Linked DNA regions of Callithrix jacchus: region 2 is linked to region 1. Evidence: chromatin contacts called from public Hi-C data. All regions are on one chromosome and are shown on one strand. The core of a region is the stretch at or near the end of the contact, and the rest is flanking DNA. Distances in the headings are between cores, read along the strand shown.

What was found. A called contact is a pair of places that touch in the nucleus more often than the background predicts.
Region 2: a contact with region 1 is called in a Hi-C map of induced pluripotent stem cells, with 7 times the contacts expected there. The contact joins the enhancer-like site here to the promoter of PAX9 in region 1. A contact is called at or near these places in 2 of 3 Hi-C or Micro-C datasets (induced pluripotent stem cells and skeletal muscle).

Annotation. Positions count from the first base shown.
Region 1 is chr8:71,287,920-71,293,897 of calJac240_pri, forward strand. PAX9 (paired box 9) reads left to right here and starts at 2,732. Exons shown (of 4, transcript XM_035260363.3): 1 at 2,732-2,907; 2 at 3,674-4,300. The coding sequence starts at 2,904.
Region 2 is chr8:72,262,544-72,268,521 of calJac240_pri, forward strand. It overlaps MIPOL1 (mirror-image polydactyly 1), which reads left to right. Exons shown (of 15, transcript XM_078334795.1): 15 at 1-5,978. It overlaps FOXA1 (forkhead box A1), which reads right to left. Exons shown (of 2, transcript XM_017977060.4): 2 at 4,103-5,978. The coding sequence ends at 5,920. Among named protein-coding and RNA genes, the nearest start is that of FOXA1, 7.0 kb to the right of the region's middle. Within about 2 kb of position 2,663, at least 4 of the 16 cell types and tissues checked have an H3K27ac peak or open chromatin away from gene starts, as enhancers often do.

The sequences.
Region 1 (5,978 bases), core at 1,482-3,981:
TGGTCTTAAATTTCTCCTTTTAGTTGAAATTCTTCTAATCTCTTTGTGATCTCCTGGGTCCAGACTGGCCAGTACCCAGGGGGCAGTGACTCCAGCTGACTCTTGTTTTTTCTCTAAGTCCTACGTCCTTACGCCCATTGGAACTGACTATACCTGAATGTTCTTTCTCTTCCTTCCTCTATCCCTCTTTCTCTCCCTCAGATCCGTCGTCTCTCGGTGGAGCTCAGTGCCTGCCTCGCCCCAGCACTCTGTCCGCGCCTGGGAAGGCTTCAGCGTCACCCTCTTCTGCTGGGGTCTCACTGACAGCGTCTGCCGCTGCAGCTTTGTCTTCTCTTGCTCCCAGAGCGGGGTCCTCTGCTTGCGGTGGATACTTAGTGGCCCAAAGCACCTAAAATGGGTTCTTTCTGCGCTCTTGACAATGTTAAGAGCACCCAGTACCTGCAACCGACGGTATGAGTGGGGTCTGCGGGGAGCGGCCGGCGCCGCGGATCAGGCCCCCTGCCCACTGAGATGCTACCCCTGATGCGCCCAGGGAGTCCGCAGCATCTAAGGCCACATGGTCACAGCCAAGTCCAGAAGATGGAAAGGGAGAGATGGCATTGAATCTGTGTGAGAACTGGGGAGATGTGTGGCAGACAAAGGAGTTGGTGGGAACAAGAGGGGGTTGTATGTTACCTCCAAATGGCCAGAGCTCTAAACAGTAACCTTTTACCCTAGGCTGGTGCTGTAGAACTGCTAAAGCTTTCGAAGAGTCCCCAGACACCCCGCGGGGCATTAGGTTTTGCATGTTGGTAGGCGAATATCCTCGTATCCGCCTAGCAGCCCTGCCGACTGCGAATTCTCCCTGGGTGCACGGAGGTAGATCACATTCTGCGCAGAGGACGACACTCACTGCTTGTCTGTGAGGAGGAAGGAGGATTCCTGATCAAGTTGCTGGGCATGTTCATTCCCTCCTGAAGCCTAAGGCAAAGTCGTAAACTCCCCTCCGATGCGTCAAAAACTCAATTAATGTATCAGCCTTAAGAAGGCGCTTCTGCTTCTAAAATCTTTAGATTTCCGAAGGCTCTACTTATGTAAAAATGCCAGGCGGTGCCACACGGTGTCACTCAACAGATATTGGGGTCAGACTAGAGTGAAATTTCTATCAAATCAAACTTTAAGAAGATTTTAAACATTTGAAACCAACCAACAAAAAGGGACAAGTTCAAGTATGTCTAGTTGTGGGACTTTTTTCAAGATTACGATTGTAAAGAATGGTGTTTTAGTTCATCTGTATCTTTCACATCCTTCATTCTGTTAGGTAACCGAATTTAGAGTGCATCCTCACTATACAAGTGGGAATCTGGAGATCTGTTCCTTTGCAGAAGCATGGCTGATCACAGTTTTGTCCTGGGTTCTTGTAACTTACTGGCCCAAGATCTGGGACCAGCTTCCCTGGGTTTAACAGAGCCACACACATCCCTGGGGACTGTTGGGGAAGCAGCCTGAATCCTGCGTGGACAAAGAGCCTTGTGGATTGTCAAGTAGCAGTAGCATAGTTCACGACCCCAAGCAGTAAAAACTCCCAAATTCACGAAAATATTTTCTTCTTGTTTATTATTTTTATTCACATTCTCCACAACCCTAACTGCAAATATCAATAACTTTGGCTGCCAACAAGCATACAGCAAACTTTAGATTAGACTTAGCATGAACAAAAGTGAAAATTCAGAAGTAGGCAGAACCAAAGGACCTCTGGGAGCTTAATAGAAGAGGGAATTACATCCATGTGCAGCATCAGTGTCCACTTTCTTGAGACTAGATCTCTTTTATATACAAACAAAACTCTCTAGAAATCGGTTTGGAGAACCCTCACAAACCCTGGCACCAAGGCCCAGCGGCCCAGGACAGTGGCTGAATGTGGCAGAGCCTTGGACTCCGTAGTGAGTGCCCCAGGCACTGGCAATCAATGGACTTGGGGCAGTGCCCTCGCGTTAGCCTCCTGTGGTTCAGTTCCCGGCACACGGCGTGGCCCCTACCTTGAGCCTGCGTGGCTAGTGGTTGGCCAGTCCACCTGGGGGGTGGGGGGCTGCCGCGGGAAGCTGGCGGTAGGAGGAGCCTCCCTGGCCTTAACAGTGGCCCTCACCTGTGGCTCGGGCTCCCCGTAACCTCCTGGTTTCTCTGGCGGGCCTACCTTCTCACACCTGCGCTCTCTCCACCTGGCATGGATTGAAGTTAGGTAGAATCGGCAGGTGACACAGATTCTCTCCGGTGGCCCTCTCGACAGATTTTGCTAAGACAACTCCCCACCCCCGTGCACCGTGGCGCCCGCCTCCCACTTAGGGTTTTAACTTCAATTCTGAGACGTCCATCGTTCCCCTGAGGAGGTCTCCTCGGGTCCCTTCTCCCTTCGAATCATTCATACTCAGATAAGACTCTTTCATTTGTTTATTCAGCATTTTACCAGCCTGATTTTGCTGTCTTTTTGTGTCGCTTCTGGGAAGATGTCAAACACCCATTTTCGTGGTATTTAGTCACCCAGGTGGGGGGCCAGCCTGAAAGAGATAGCGGAAGGAGTTTCCTGGACTGCCCTGCCGCTCACCGGCCCGTACCAATCACCACGCAGCTCGCCCTCAGGCCCGCCTCTTTGAGGGCGTGTCCCCAGTGAGTGATAGACGGAGCCGCCCGGCCCTGCTCAGCCCAGCCCACGTTGCAGCTTAGATTGAAATGCAGAACTCAAGCCTCTTTCACCGGGGCACAGACTTCCTTTTACTTCTTCCTTTTGCACTCTCGCCTCCACCTCCTGGGAAGAAGCGGAGGCGCCGGCGGCTCGGGGTAGCAACAGGCCGGGCCATTGCGGCCCTGCGGAAAGTTTCTGTCTGGTTGTGCGGAACTGGGGCCGGGTTGGTGTACTGCTCGGAGCAATGGGTGAGTGGCGGTGGAAGACTCTGTCGGAGCCGCGAAGGGAGGGAGCGAGCGAGAGAGGGAGGGAGGGAGGGAGCGAGAGGGCGCGCGCCACTAAGCGCTCACATTTTCTATTGACTTTGCTCGTGTTCCTACAAGTTGTAGGAACACGCTAAGGGTCAGCGGCGCACAGGAGTTCAATGTGAACGCTGGCTACTGGCTGGCTATTGATGCCATTTTCTGATTTTAAGAGAAGGGAACTATGGCATCAGCAAGCCCCGCAGCCCCCGTAGCAAACCAAGTTTTGCTTCACACGCGCGCATACACACAAACAAAACAGGAGGGAAAAAAAAGCACCTCTAGCTTCTCCTAGACTTTGTTTAACTGCCCGGGTCTCCAGGAGGAACGCTGGGGATGGGATGAGTAAAGAGGGAGTGGCCCAAGAAATTTAGTGAGGAGCAGGCTACAAGCAGCGCGTTTAGGCATCAAGACCGATTTCCCGTCCTGCTTCGGAGGACTTTTGAACGCTTGGAGAGGCCCTGAGTCTCACCACTTTACTTGGCTGTAGGGGCCTCTGGCACCGCAGGAATGAGGGAGGGGGTCCGATTGGACCGTGACAGTTGGGCCCGTTCGGCTTTGTTCAGGAATCGTTTGGCTTGGGGACAGCCCCTGTCGTTAGTACAGGACGGGTGCGTTCGCCCAGTCCCCGGACGCGCAGGGAGGCCCAGTGGCAGGCGGCTGTCCCAAGCAGCGTGTGCGCGTCTCCGCGCGCTGTGTGTTCGTTTTTTAGAGCCAGCTTTCGGGGAGGTGAACCAGCTGGGTGGAGTGTTCGTGAACGGGAGGCCGCTGCCCAACGCCATCCGGCTTCGCATCGTGGAACTGGCCCAACTGGGCATCCGACCCTGTGACATCAGCCGCCAGCTACGGGTCTCACACGGCTGTGTCAGCAAGATCCTGGCGCGCTACAACGAAACAGGCTCGATCTTGCCAGGAGCCATCGGGGGCAGCAAGCCCCGGGTCACTACCCCCACCGTGGTGAAGCACATCCGGACCTACAAGCAGAGGGACCCTGGCATCTTCGCCTGGGAGATCCGGGACCGCCTGCTGGCGGACGGTGTGTGCGACAAGTACAACGTGCCCTCGGTGAGCTCCATCAGCCGCATTCTGCGCAACAAGATCGGCAACTTGGCCCAGCAGGGTCATTACGACTCGTACAAGCAGCACCAGCCGGCACCGCAGCCAGCGCTGCCCTACAACCACATCTACTCATACCCCAGTCCTATCACGGCGGCGGCTGCCAAGGTGCCCACACCACCCGGGGTGCCTGCCATTCCCGGTTCGGTGGCCATGCCGCGCACCTGGCCTTCCTCGCACTCCGTCACTGACATCCTGGGCATCCGCTCCATCACCGACCAAGGTAGGGGCTCAGAGACAGGGCGTGTGGATGTGCAGCATCTGCCTCCGCATTCCCGCGGAGGTCCCACTATCTGCGGCCTCTGGGACCCTGTCTTTCCTATCACCTGAGGCTTTTTCCTTTGGAAACGTAAGGAGTCTTCCTAGGGGGTGTCCTGATCTCATTAACTTGAAACGCTTGCCCCTGGTTTCCTTGCCACACACAGTCTCCTGCCTCATCTCAAACTACCAGACCCATAACATCCCCCCATCCCCAACACATGGTTCGCATTTTCCACCCTCCCCCGCCTCTCGAGCCGAGGCGGCCTCAGCCCGGCTTGCTCACTTGAAGAGAGCGTCCGGGCCGGACTTGGGGGGCAGCCCGGGAGGCCTGAGCCTGCTTGGGGCTGCCGGCTGCAGATGCCGCTGCAGGCAGAGTAGCTTGCTTGGGGATCACAGACGCCCGGGAGGAGTCCAGCACGCGGTGGAAATTGAAGTATTCTCCCATTTTGGCAATCAGGCCAAATTTGCTCCGGCAGGAAGTTCAAATGTCAACTAATTGGTTTCGTTCTTATGCTTCACTTCATTTTCCTCGGAAATGGAGGTCCCGAAGTTACTACTACTAACTCATTCCCAGACGAGGTCATATTCTCTCTCTCTCTCTCTCTCCCTCTACCTCTCCCCCTTAACAGACTTCACCGTGTGTATCTTAGGAGGGGAAGTGGCATCTGCAGTGATGGAAATAAAATGCAGGCGATTCCATGCCGTTCTTTTTACTGTTCTTTTCCGTTTACCCTGAGCTTTCCGCTTTCCTTTGGGGTTCTCGGGTCCCCAAGAATGCAAGTGGGTATCTATCTAGTTTCTGCACATTTTCAGCAGTGCCACCCCACTGTTCTTTCCTTTCTCACCCCTGACCTTGCCTAGTCCTAAGCGTCCTTTCTGCCTAGTCAGGATTCCCCGAGCCCTCCTGCCCAGTCCGGCTTCAGCAGGAGACCTGAGTTTGTTTTCTTTTACTGAGTTGTTTTTTTTTTTTTTTTGGCGTTAACTTCTTGGTAGGGAGAAAATAAAGTCTAACTGTCCTATATGCAGAATTTAAATAATGTGTAGATAGTCCACTTTCTTAACATATCAGCCTAAAGTTTTAAAAATGTAGGGGGAAAATTAAATAGGAAAGAGGAAAATAGTTCTTTTAATTACTTCCTGCCTTTCTTGGTTGCCACCACATTGGCACAATTATCTTTTTAAGTAATTAAAGTAGAGCTCTGATTTCTCATCTTCTTGTTTTCTGACTGCAAGTTTACAAGAGCCCAGTTTTGTCTTATTTGGAGCTACTTGGAGCCGTAGTTGGAGAGTTTGCCCTTGATTTATAGGATAAACTGACCTCACTGACATTTAAAGGAAGCCCCTGTTCATGGGAAAGTGTGAGATCAGCAGAAATGGGGGCTCACAGGGGGATCTCAATTTCTTAAGATAACTTCAGGCTTGTGCCCACTGACTGCCTTTTGTCTGGGAAGGCAAAAACAGACAGGCAGTTTTGAACCAAAACACAGTTTCCTGGTGCAAATGGGACTCAATCTAATTCTTGAGGGTGGTAGAGGAGGAGACATAGTGGAAAAAAAAAGGCTGACAGTTGAAAAGAAAACTTTTCCTGCCTAGGGATTCTCCCATCAGAGCGAATGTCAGCTGGGAAAGTACTGGAGAAT
Region 2 (5,978 bases), core at 1,413-3,912, 970 kb after region 1:
TTACGAGTGTATAGCTGGACTGCGGTAGTGAGGCACAAAGTCCCCCAGGTGGGACCCAGAGCTAGGGGAACGTTCCAATAATATCCCAATCACCTGAATCAGGCAAAGAAATTTCGCTCTCCTGGAGCAAGGGACTAGGCGAGCACCTTCTTCCTCCCTCGGGCATAATGGACCTTTAAAATTAAACATACAAAGGATACAAACCGCCGCAAAGCCCCTTACAGTCTTTTCATTAAATTGTTTGTGTTTTAAAACAATCCTTTAGTGTAAGAGAGAGAAACCAAAAAACTGACCCGGGATATGAGCTGGCAAGCAAAAGAGTAACAAATATACTCCTTTTTAAAGGTGTGGAGGGGGAGAGGGGGACTAAGGAGGTTTCCAATTTAATTCATTGTTCCGTATTTCCAAGCAATGCTTTGGGGGGAATTTCCACGTTGTTTTTTTCTTGGTTCCAGAAATTAAAAGAAAAGAAAAAGCCCCCGATTTGTAATCTTGAACGGGTGTTAAGAGACGTAAAAGTCAAACCAAGGCAATCTCACACCTAAACTCTGAGTCAGGCCTGCCGTGGGTATCACTGGCCTGGTTCTTAACTTGATTTCGCTAGTGACTTGACCTGCGTTCCACCTGGATTCTGATGTGTTCCAGCACGATTGTACTTAAGCCCTTTCCTTCCCGGATATTGAGGGAGAATATCTTGCCTCTGTCCTGTAGGTTGACTGGAACATAGGGAACCCCAAAAGATCACAGAGTGGCACCTAGAAGAAGGAGGGCTCTTTATTTCCCGGGGCTGCAAGGGTGAGCTCACTCTCACCATGCGCTTTGCTCTTACAGTGTAGTCACAGCTAAGGTAATTGAAGAAATAAGGAAGTTAAATAGAAAAAGAAAGGTGGCAAGTGAGGATTTTTCCCTTGTCGGGTGTTTTTAAATGTTTATAATAGGAAAATGCATGCATTTTACAAGTTGAAATTGAACGACACGAGTATTTTCCAGCCCCGTATTGCTTGGTAAAATGATGGTGGAGAACAAAAAGCTGAGGGCTGCACTCCCAGCTGGCCAAAGTTCAAAGAACCACGCTGGGCTGGGGCTAAAAAGAGAAAAGCCAGTGGGGCTGTTATCCCCCCAAACTTAACTATTTGGAAGAAAAAAACAGAAGATTTAAGGTAATCTGTTGTTAAAAGTTATTTGGATGCACTAAATAACATCGTGGATGAGAATAAAACTTGCATAAGTGGCTACTTTAAAAAATCCTTTACCTTTCCAAATAGATTCTATTTATAAACAGGAATATTGTGAAATATTCACGTTTTTTCATTTCATTTTCTTACATTTTTACTCTCATGAGGATCAGTTGATTCTAACGATTCTTTTAGTTTGAGAAAATTTTGTTTTTCAATTTCAGCATAATTTGATTACCTATTTAGTTCTAGGTATCTTTAAAACAATCACCTTTTTGCATATAACTATTTTGGAGTAATTAGGCATGTTCTTAACTCCATTTGGTTGCAAAGCACACTTTATTACAATTATTTAATTTTTGAAGGCAAAATATTTTTTACAAATGTATAAAATGTATATTAAATTATTTAAGCAATTTTATTTTTCAACACATTTTTTCCTCTTGACATTGAGGTATCACATTAAAATACATTATAGCTAAATGTTCTACAATATTACTGCTAAATCAACAGAAAGCCAATTGATCTTGAGGAAAGGTTAATTAATTTGGGCTACAGGTCTCCTACTTTGGCTCACATTGAAAGGAATTTGTATTGATCTCAGCAGTTTTTTGCAAAAAAAAAAAAACTTAATAAGCATGTTTGTGGAATTGAGACCAATTTTTCAAAATGCCAAAACAAGGGCTTACATTTTTATCACTTCAGGACTTCTTTTCTGTCATGGCTCATTCAAATCTGTTAGACTTCTGATAAAAATAATGTGTTTTATACTTACAGTGAAATCAATCAGGTATCTAGCCTTCAGAAAATGAAAACAGAGGTTAGGAGCTTTAATAGGATCTTGTTTGTTTTAATCCCTCCTTCCCTAATAATTCTCACCAGTTTAATCTGTATAAGGGGGATCACAAAGGGACAATGGAAATTAAATTTTGTCTTTGATTTAAACACAGTATTAGTCATCATGTAGAAAATGGACGGAGCTTCCTTCTACTTGTGAACACTTGAGAGTTGTTTAGTTTTTGCTGAATAGAACCGATGAGCTTTTCTTCTTTCCTATCTTTGGTTCTCTTTTTATCACCTTAAAAATGTTTCAGACCTGCGCTTCCCAAACGCAAGGTGAGAGTAACAATTGCAGCTCTCCTCCCCTGACACTCCCAAAACATTTATTTTTCCTTTTTTTCTGGAAGTGTTTTCTCGATGGCGTTGGTGGATCCGAGTGCCTCCGGAGCTGTACACTCGGGTCGGGAGGAACGCTTTCCCTCCTCGCCCCTCCCCGCCCCCTCCCTCCCCTCTCCGAGGACCCCTCCCCCTCTCGGGCGAAATTCCTAAATCCTGCGAGCGGGACAACGCGGCGGGGCGGTCAGCAGGCCCTTTCCGGCCCTGGTCTTCAAGAGCTGGCGAGGTGAAGAAATGTGGAAACACCGAGACGAAAAGTGGATGGGGTGGGTCGTGGCAGAAAGGCGGCGCTCTCGGGGAGGGTCCCCGCACTCCCTCGGAACCACAGATGTTTTCCTCCTGGCCCTGGGCCGGAACGCCCCGACCCGGGCGCCCGGGCGTTTGTGTGTTGGGGTTTCCGAGGAAGGGATTACGCAGCGGGAGCAGCCGCGGTAACGCGGGCAGCCGGGGCCGCTGGAGCCGTAACGAGGCGGCTGGCCTTCTTTGTTGACTTTTAGGTCCCGGGCTCAACAGGAGATTTATTCGCTTGGAAGGGAAAATGCCCAAACAATGAAGAACTAACTGCACTTGTCACCTCGAGATGCTTGCTGTCCTGCTCTGTCCGCCTTCCCTGGCAACCAGCTGTCCTGGACGCCAACCCGCGCGCGTCGTAACGCGCGGGCGGCAGGTCGCATCGCCCAGAGGTGGCTGAGTGTGCGATCTGAGAACCGCGAGAAGCCCGCGAGGTAGGGCTGAGCCTGCAGCCTCCCCGCAGCCCAACTCCCGAGGCAGGCCTCCAAAGTGCCCCCTTCACCGCTTAACTAGAAAAAGTCTCCGGCAAGTAAGAGAGCAAGAACTAAGGCTAGCTTAAGCTTTGTGGGGTGAAGGCAAGGCACTGATGTTTCTTTTACGTTGAAAATGAGAAAGGGGACAGCACAGAAGTTAGACATCTTAGATTCAGTGGGGGCGGGATTCCCAGGCCTAAGCCCACGCCTTTATATTACATTTGGAAGCTGAATTTGCCAACGTTTGTTTACCTTATGTAAATATGAGTAACGGTTGGGATTGGAAGCTTTTTCCTCTCTTGGGGACTTTAATGTCCTTGCGAGGCCTCCAAACCAGGGTTTGAAATTACTCAAACTAGTAATTTCCCTCATCTCCTCCTTTCATTAGTTGAAGTGAGCTGGGGTGTGGGATTTCTGGTTTTTTCTCAAGTGCTACATGGCACCCTTTCTCTCATCTGGGAAGGCAATTACGCTATAATTAAGCGACTCACACAGCTCTTTTTATCTTGTCCCCGGTGTCGAGTGGGGCGATCAAAGTAAAGGCTGTCCAAGTTCAAGCCCTGGTGAGGATGGAGTTCATACACAAGGGCTCAGGCAGGCCGGCCTCTGCTTGAGCTGGTGTTGTTATTGTTGATGTCAATCCGAACAAGACTTACAAAGAAATAGGTGGACTGGAAAGGGAGCCTGCTATCAAAGGAGATTACTCATTTTGTGATCCCAAGCAACTAAGGGGTGTGACGTTGCATTTAAAAGTCCTTAGAAGGCAAACAAATAATCAACTTTAAGTACTTAGGTAAGATATTTTTGAATAAAAATTTTAAAAATTTCTTCACAAAATGCAAAATAGGGGCCAACCTAAATTGTCTTGTCGGCACAACGCTGCCCCTGCCAGAGCGAATTAACTCCCCTCCTCCCACCTCCTCCAGAGCTACCCTGATGGCTAAGTTTTGTTTCTCTTTTAATGAGAAGAGGGTTCAGGAGTCGCTGTTGGAGACAACTTAATTCTATCAGCCACAGCTGATATTTTATTTTCATTGGAAGAATTCTCAGATAAAGGAAAGTGATACATTGGGGGAGGAGGAAAGGTAGTTAAATTAATATTTGATTTTGTAGTGGAAAGGCTCAAAGGAAGCACAGAAGGCTTAAGCCGGTGTGAGAAAAAAATGAAGTAAACATCACTGGGAACAAAGAATCATAAAAATCTCAATTCTTGGAGTATTAATTCAATTTATGCACTTTACTTGATTTTCTTTCATTGCTTTTTACTAGATAGACATTCGTTAAAATCAAAAACAAAACAATTTTATTTTTGTTTTTGTCATTATATTCAGTTCTAGAATTTGAAAAATATCGTATTTAAAATATCCACTTCGGATTTAGTTAAGTGAAGAAAAATAACAAAAATCCTCTTTTGTTAACATTTGATTTATTTAAAGTCCTTAACTGCAAATGATCAAGAACATTTTCCACGGCTTAAAATATTGTATTATTTTTGTTATTTAAATCAAAATACTTTTAATTACAATCACATTGAAAAAATTAACATTTTAATTTGTAATTTTAACCATCATTTAAAGCAATTTCAGCTGTAAAGGAAAAGAATAAACCATGCAATAAATTAATATTGAGAAAGCAAAAAGAAATAATAATGAAACCCGTCTGGCTATACTAACACCATGTCCAACTGTGGAAAGTGCATTAACACTGGATGAAACAAGCACATGATAGCAATGATTAACATGGCCACAATCAATAGGATTTTGGAATCTTGGACCACGTTTTGAAATCCGGCTCCCTATAACTTATCTCTCCTCCAACATCATAATATTCCATTTTTCTGGAAGAAAATATTCTTTAAATGGTACACACCCATAGAAGCTAATTTTACACATTATGTGACCTCAGAATGACATGACCATGGATGGCACTCTGCAAATCAAGAAGCAGAGTTCTGGAGGGCAATTCCTGAGGAATTGATTCCCAGGGCAGTCTGTGGGTAGAGAGGACAAAGGGGTTGGGGTCCTTGTAACTTTTCAGTCAAGTAACTCTTGAGAATGCATCATGATATCACCTATCTATTACCTCTATATGTTGTGTAAATATACGAAGGATGTCTACACATATGAGCATGTGCATAATCAAGTCCATACACAATATATATGTATTTCATTTAAAGACATTTGCTATCTGCATGTATCAGAAATGTAAACTGAAAAGCAAATGGCTCTGATGTTTATAATCTGTTTATGTCTTGCTACATAGCAGTATTGTCTTTCAACACTTTTACGAGCCTCTAGTGTATACTTGTTTCTTCACCATTTCAATTCTTATGGTTAAGAGTATTGCCACAGACCTGTAAACTGGTAGGGGGTCAGGTAAGGAGGGGGGAAAAGCACAAACAAATATTTTACAAACTTGACCATCTTCCTTTTTTGTTTTGTTTTGTTTTAAATAACCCTGCACAGACTAGAATGTTGTCTGGAGGGGAAAGAGGGAAGAAAGGGAGGGGGGCAAGGAAGGAGGCGAATTTTATATATACACGTGTGGATCATTAAACTTCCCAGGAAAAGAATGGTTGGTTTGGGGTTGTCTTTGTAGTAATATACACAATGAGTTTTCAATACAATAATAAAGTAACAGTCTTTTGCACTGGGGGAAGGGTTGTGCATGAAAAATGAAATAAAAATAGTTGTTGGGATTTTATTATGCTGTTGTCGGTTTGGTTTGTGTTTTGTTTGCTGTTGAATTTTTTCATTCTTGCTACCAGCATGGCCATGCCAGACGAACCCCCCAGTCCCGGGGGGTTAGGAAGTATTTAGGACAGGTCTGGAATACACACCTTGGTAGTATGCCGGCTCCAGGG